Regions from separate parts of the Mus musculus genome. Here region 2 is linked to region 1. A link is a contact called in public Micro-C data. All regions are on one chromosome and are shown on one strand. The core of a region is the stretch at or near the end of the contact, and the rest is flanking DNA. Distances in the headings are between cores, read along the strand shown.

Region 1 (3,762 bases), core at 981-3,480:
AAAATAAGAATAAAAACAGCCCTGGGTTTGTTGTTCATCTTCTGTTTATTTATGTTTGCTCTCACCCTGAATTTTGGAAAATGCACTGAGACTACCCAGCAAAAGACAGAAGGAAAACAGGTGTCCCTATTGCTGATGGGAACTGTATGCAGTGATAAGACAGGGCCATTGTGACCTACAGAATTTCTGCCAAGTGCTGGGTGCCACATGCCAGGTGCCTGGCATTATGCCTGAAATAAAATAATAAATAAGAATACAGCATCCCTCCCTCACAGGGTTGACAGTCTAATTCCGGAGAGAGACTGACAAGCAGTCTCTCACTGATAACTAAATGTAAGTAGCATTGAGACCAGAAAACTAAAGTAATGAGAGCATAGAATAGTTGGGAAAGAGAGAGGATTCCAGGCAGGCTTCCAGGAGGAAATGCCCCTTAGGCTAAAACCCAAGGGTGAGAAAAGAGAAGGCTGCATCAAAGCCAGAGGGCTGCTGAGAGTGACTGGCAAGGCCAATCATGACCTCGCAGAAACTGACAACCATTGCAGTAAACAGTAGAGAGGAGCCTGGGGGTCAAGGGTTCCCCAGGTCTTGATGAGGTATGGGCAAGCTGAGGTACCTCCACGAGGCTTCCCTCTCTGCGTAAACCAACAGTCAGGCCGTCCCACCACAGCATTCTCATCCAAATTTTTTGTTTTGGTTTTTGAGACGGGGTATCACTATGTGGCGCTGGCTGTCCTGGAACTCGCTGTGTAGCTCTGATTGCCCGCAGACTCTCAGAGATCCACCTGCCTCTGCTTCCTGATTAATCAGCTGGAATCAAAGGTATGTGCCACCCTACCCCACAAAGATTGTTTTTAAATGGGTATGTGTATCTGTGAGTATATGCCACATGAGTTCAGATACCCAAGGAGGCCAGAAGAGAAAGTCAGATCCCCTGGAGCTGGAGTAGCAAATGAATGTCAGCTACCCAATGTAGGTGCTGCGAATCAAACTTTGGTCCTCCCAAAGATCCGGAGTCACTCTTAGCCACTAAGTTCTCTCTCCAGCCACCCTACCTCTACTGGCTAGTTTGTGTCAACTTGACACAGGCTGGAGTTATCACAGAGAAAGGAGCTTCAGTTGGGGAAATGCCTCCATGAGATCCAACTGTAAGGCATTTTCTCAATTAGTGATCAAGGGGGAAAGGCCCCTTGTGGGTGGGACCATCTCTGGGCTGGTAGTCTTGGGTTCTATAAGAGAGCAGGCTGAGCAAGCCAGGGGAAACAAGCCAGTAAGGAATATCCCTCCATGGCCTCTGCATCAGCTCCTGCTTCCTGACCTGCTTGAGTCCCAGTCCTGACTTCCTTGGTGATGAACAGCAGTATGGAAGTGTAAGCCAGATAAACCCTTTCCTCGCCAACTTGCCTCTTGGTCATGATGTTTGTGCAGGAATAGAAACCCTAAGACACCACCCCATCCAACTTATAAATCTTTCTAGTGAATATTAAATCAGTGCTAGAAAATACACTCCAAGTTCAATCCGCTGTCAGGGCACAGTGGATAAAAGACAAGCCACGACCCCATGTTGTTCCCTGTACTCATTCCTGTGACCAGCAAACCCTATCAAAGGTTTTCCATGGTTATGTAACAAGAACCTGACAAGTGACACACAGGATCCAACCGTTTCCTCTCTGGAAACAAGGAAAGGGAGTGTTTGCAGAACATGTAGTACAGGGCTTTGTACCTGGGAGACTGGCAAGGCCTGGAATGGCCATCCAGGGGCAAGAGTCTGGCTAATCCAAAGCACTTATTTCCTTCTGATAATCTGTAATCTGTAATTTCCCACTTTTAAGGGTAGTAATTACTCCAAACAAAGAGCAGTAACCAAAAACAGTGGTTAAAGGGAGTGGCTTTTTTTTTTTCCTCTAAAAGAGATCTGCAGCTCAGTTAAAGAAAAAATAAAAACCTTAGTTCAAAGCTTGTCTATTAGATTCAATAGGAAAATAGTTTGAAGGAAAATATGGTGTGCAAACAGGAAAAAAAAAGTGGAAGCCTACCCACACCAGGCCCCCACCCCCTACAGTGAATTTGCCCTACCTGACCCACCTTACTCCTACAGCTAAATTCCTAGAATTTATTTTCTAGGAATTTAGACAATTCAGATTGGCTGCCTCCACTCTCTCACCTGACATCCCTATCTGCCTGAAGGGCCCACTTGAAATTCAAGTGGCGAGCCAGACTCGCAGGCTTGCAAATAGAAAATGCACTGTCATTCTTCTCCCTGGCTTTTCACATTCCAGTCCTCCCCACGGCCTGGCTGCCTGAGCAAGGGGACAGAGCACCGGCTGCCTGGCAGCTGTGTATCCTGGAAGAGACGGCACACACAGGAAAAAACACACAGAGCAGGCTATACTGCATGGCTGAAAAAAAAAATCAAAGCCTTCCACTTTGGGTGGACAGGAGTAGTGAGCTTTAAGCTGAAGCTCCTTCCTCGGGGAGGGTACCAAGTGCCCCACACTGCAGTCCCATGTGACTACAGCTCAGTAAGGGCTGCCAGATTCCAGGAGATGGATGGATGGATGGACCTTAAATAGTCACCAGGAGGGTGACTTCTTGTGTAGCCCAGGCTGTCCTGGAATAAAGCCGTCAATGGGAGGATGACCTTGAACTTTAGATTCTCCTGGGTCCACCTCCTCCATTCTCCTGGGTCCACCTCCTGAGTTCTGTTTAGATTCTCCTGGGTCCACCTCCTGAGTTCTGGGGTTTCAGTTGTGTGCCACCACACCAGGCTTATGATATGGCAAGTCCAGGACTTGCTACATTCCCAGCCCACACACACAAGTCCTGTTTTTATTATTACTTGTGTGTACTTGTATCTGTGTGCATGTTTATGCATGTGCACGTGTGTGTATGTGTGTACAAGACTATGCCCATGCATGTGAAGGCCAGAGGCCAAAGTCACCTGTCTTTCTCTATCATTGTCCACCTGTTCTTTTACTTGATCTGGCTCACCAATGGGCTAGACTGTCAGGCCAGAGAGCTCTGGGAGCTCTCTATCCCCACCCCATCTCCCAGTGATAGGGTTACAGACCAGAATACCATGCCCACCTTTCGCCTCAATTCTGGACACCAGAACTCAAGTCCTCACGTACGAGAGCAAGAGCTTAAGTACCAAACCATGTCCCCAGCCCTCTTTTAAATACCAGCATTCAAAAGTGCAAACCTAAGATGCCGTCATATACAAAGTCATCTTTTAGGCAAAGTCTGTATAAAGCAGAGAGTTGGGGCTGATGCCGCATTTTAGAAATGAAGGTCCCACCGGGTAAGGGGTAGGCCCCAGAGGCAACATGTGACCCACGTACAGCAGCTTCCAGCTGGTCTCTGCTGGTCTTTTTTCTGTGATTGCCCAGTATCATATGCCCAGTCTTGTTTGGCCATCAGCCTGGCTCATTACTTCACACCAGCCTGGTCTAAATAGATAAAAATCTGCCTAGGAACTGTGGCAGAACTTGGATTAGTTCCAGGATTGGCTGGTTGGCTGAAAGTGGCTACAATTACTCCCAGAGACTGGGATCCCTTGTTTCCTGGACACTAACAGCTGAATTGGTGAATTGGGGTAGGGGGCGGGGGTGTCAGATCATTTGATTTGGGGTCAGAGCAAAAATTTTGCCTTGATGTTACAGTACTCTGTTTTCTTAGGGTACATTTATTTGGGGCACCCAGAAAGGCAGGGCTCAAACCCTATGAACAGCCACCCTTTGGGGCTGTCTGCGTAGTAACGAATAA
Region 2 (3,601 bases), core at 114-2,613, 79 kb before region 1:
ACTCAGGACCTCTGGAAGGATTTTTAATTATTTTTCTTTTAATATAAGGAGTGCTCTGTCTGCATGTATACCTACATGCCAGAAGGGGACAGGTCCTGGATTCTCAAAGGTCAGCAGTCTTTCATTAAGTATTTTTAAGAGAAAAATGACCTGCAACAAAGTAGCTGCTTGAAAAATGGCTCAGAGGGGAAAAGCTTGATGTTCAAGCAAGAAGTCCTGAGTTCTTATCTCTCCGGCACCTGTGTAAAAAAAATCCATGGGTTGTGTTACAGACATGTAATGCCAAACCTGGGAAGCAGAAACAAAAAAGGTCCCAAGGGCCTCTGGCAACCAGTCTAGCCAAAATGTCAATCTCTGTGTTCAATGAGAGACCCTGCCTCAAAAATCAAGATGGAAAGTAATAGGGAAGGGTCCTCAGCATCGACCTACACACTTATCCTACAGTTCTCCCAAAATGAGACCAGACATGCTAAAGTGTGTGTGTGTGTGTGTGTGTGTGTGTGTGTAACTTTTTAAAACTTGTATGTGTTTGAATGGTTTGCAAGTGTGTATGTATTCACATCACATGTGCCTGCTGCCCACATGAGTCAGAAAAGAATTTTAGTTACACCATTTTGGAGGGGCCCTGGAAACTGAACCCAGATTTTCTGCAAGAGAAGCCTGTGCTCTTAACCACTGAGCCATCTTTCCAGCCCCATGAAACTCTCTTAGTCAATATTCTCTACCTTTCCATGTCAGTAAACTGTCATATAATATTCTGTCCTCATTCAACTATGCCCATCTTTCCTTACAATGGGGCTATCTATTTTCACCACCTTTCTTTTCTAGGGTGACAGACGTGTATAGAATCCTGTGCCCGTGGTGTGATACTTTCTCCACTGGTCAGGTTCCTCAGATGGTTGGGAGAGATTCGTGACTGAAGACCACAGCCCAGGGATACTTGCTGGCTGTGTGCCAAGTAGACTATTGCCAATAGACATGCCAGCTCCTGAGCATTTCTGGACCGTGACCTAAACCTGAGCAACACTGGGCCATGACATGGGCCCTAGGCAGAAGACTGGACAGGGAACTATGGGCTGTGCCAAAGCACAGGCCCCACCCAGAGTTTGGCTAGGGTGAGAAGAGCAGGTGAGACTAGGTTCACCCTGTGCTGCTCACAGGAAAGGGCTTGCCCACCCCCTTCCTGCCCAGGTCACTTCCCCTCCTACAAAGGGTCTGTTTGTTGTTCTTCCTAACTCCTCTTACCTCCAACCTTTCCCAGGGCCCCCCTCTTCCCAACACAATAGCCAGGCCACCCCAGTGTATCAAAGTCAAAGGGCATTTTCAGAAGTGTTTACAAACCAGTGCAGCTGTACACCTCTCACTGCAAACCCAAGAGTATTTACCTTGGGCTAAGGATCTGTGGTTCTGCTGACCTTCCAGTACAGCCTAGCACTCCCTGCCCCATGCAGATCCCCAGGGACTGGAACTTCTGAACCCCCGGCCTTCCAGTCAGAAACCAAGTATTTAATCTTAAAAGCAAGAAAGAAGAGGGCCAAGTTTTCCTTCCTCCGGGCTTGTCCAGGCCCCTCCTCTGCACCCACTGAGTGAGGTGTGGGCCCCACATACCTTTGGGCTGACTTCATCCTGATCCAGCCTGTCTGTCCTGAGCCTCCCCAGTCCTGGCCATTTCATCTTTATCTCTAACATAGATCATGCAGATATCACACCACAGATGCCTCATGACTAAAACGTGTGCTACTTTCCCAAGCCCTTTCCCACCCTGTCCCTGTGGTAGTACAAATTCCAACATATTTGCTGTCTGCTCTCAACATATTTGTTGTTCTACCCAGAAAGGGTCGGGACCTTGGGTGGGGCACTGTCACTTGGGTAAAGCCACCTCTTCCTGCCCCCATCTCTGCCTCCAGGTTCCCAACAGAGTTGGAACTTGAAAATGTGCTGCAGAAACTGGCTGCTTGGCCTGTGGGGGCAGTTCCTCTGCTTTCAAACTTGCAGAGGAATAGACCCATGTCCTGACCAACTTTTCAGTGGACCCCTGGCAAGGGCTTCACTGTGTTTGACAAAAGTGATGTCAGCCCTGGTTCCTATCTATAACCACCATGGCTATTGCTCTACCACCTCCCCACATGGCCAGCCCCAGCCCCAGCCCCAGCCTCCACAGGGACGTCCATGCCAGGGAAGGGGCCAGTGCAAAACAACCCAGCCGCTCTAACACTCAGCAGACATCCTGCGCCTCACCAGGGCAATTCTCAGAACACTGTGCAGTCAGCCTCAGGAGAGCTGCCTAGCTCAGAGGCCTGGCACACACGGGACCAGACCTTCAGACCCTTTAGTGCTGTTAGGGCTCTGAGGCTGCACCACACACAAGCCAGCTTCTGAGTCCACCTCTGTTTCAAGGCTTCCTGGGAGTCACATGGGAGGCAGCTGTGTCCAAGCCTCAGAGAAGCAGCCTGAGGAATGAGGAAACCCCACCTTCTTTCTTGGAATCTGTGCTTCTCAGCCGGTCTGTCACTAGACCTCCCAGGATCCTCACTCTGAAAGACCGAAGACTGGTAGTACCCTCTCCAGTGCTGTAATGGCCAATTACTTACTGCATGGGAAATCCCTAGATACCACGCAGCATGTGTTAGTCATTATTATATATTATCATCCCAAACCACACCAACCAGACCACCCTTTGTTTTCCAATCCCCTTCCATGCTTCAAGGTTATCAGCCTGCATCTTTACCATGGGCCGCTGGCTGTGTAGTGTGGTCCAGAACTCAGAAGGCTGAGGCAGGGAGGCTCAGGCCATCCTCAAGTACAGAGTAAGAATCGCGTCTATATAGACAAACAAATAACTAAATAAGCCACTGCTCTGTGGCCTCAGAAGTTAACATGGACTATTTTGACCCTTCCCTTAAGCTGGCAGGGACTCTGCTGTTCCCTGCATGGGTGTCCACACAAAGGAGAATATCGGATTCATATTCTATGGTTTAGGGAACATTTTCACTTCTGGTTCTACAATATGGAGTAGACAGGGCATTAACCATCACTCTTTAGTTCTAAATGAGCCCTACCAGGCAGAGCACAGTTGAAGTCAGGGATAGAGACCTAGCATCTAACACACAGGATAACTGCACAGTGGAGACTTGCACCCCAGCTCTGCCTGATTCTAATCCCCATTTGTTTAAATTTTTTCCCCTCAGCAACAAGCTTGGTCACAATCACTTAAGTGTATCCTCCTTCAAAAAAGAAGTTCAGATGTCAGAAGAATTAGAGACAGTCACACAATGAAAAGCAGATGTCCTGCCCCTTGTCCCTGGAGCAGCTCCCAGGAAAGGGAGGAAAACTGGCTGATGGGTGGCCCCTGCAGCCACCCCACCCATGAGCTCAGCTCCTGGCACGTAGTTCTTCTTCATGAAGAAGTGGGCCTCCTGGGCCCAGAAGAGACAGACACACGAAGAGCTGGGGCCAGACCACAAGGCTGCTCACTCTGGGGGTCAGAATAAGGAGTGTCCAAGGCCGGCCAGCCATATTTTCACTAACTCTATCCTTAACTACCCTGGAAGGCAGATGCTATGCCTGTTTTTCACATGAGAAGTCTTTCTTTGGTTCTTTT

What was found. Hi-C and Micro-C count contacts between places; a contact is called where the count stands out from the background.
Region 2: a contact with region 1 is called in a Micro-C map of trophoblast stem cells, with 4 times the contacts expected there. A contact is called at or near these places in 3 of 484 Hi-C or Micro-C datasets (bone marrow-derived macrophages, embryonic fibroblasts and trophoblast stem cells) and 6 of 130 datasets of targeted methods (the NIH/3T3 cell line, embryonic fibroblasts, embryonic stem cells and 2 more).

Annotation. Positions count from the first base shown.
Region 1 is chr19:9,026,494-9,030,255 of GRCm38.p6, reverse strand. It overlaps a transcript of Ahnak not described here. Among named protein-coding and RNA genes, the nearest start is that of Ahnak, 39 kb to the right of the region's middle.
Region 2 is chr19:9,105,078-9,108,678 of GRCm38.p6, reverse strand. No RefSeq gene overlaps it. Among named protein-coding and RNA genes, the nearest start is that of Gm41805, 7.1 kb to the right of the region's middle.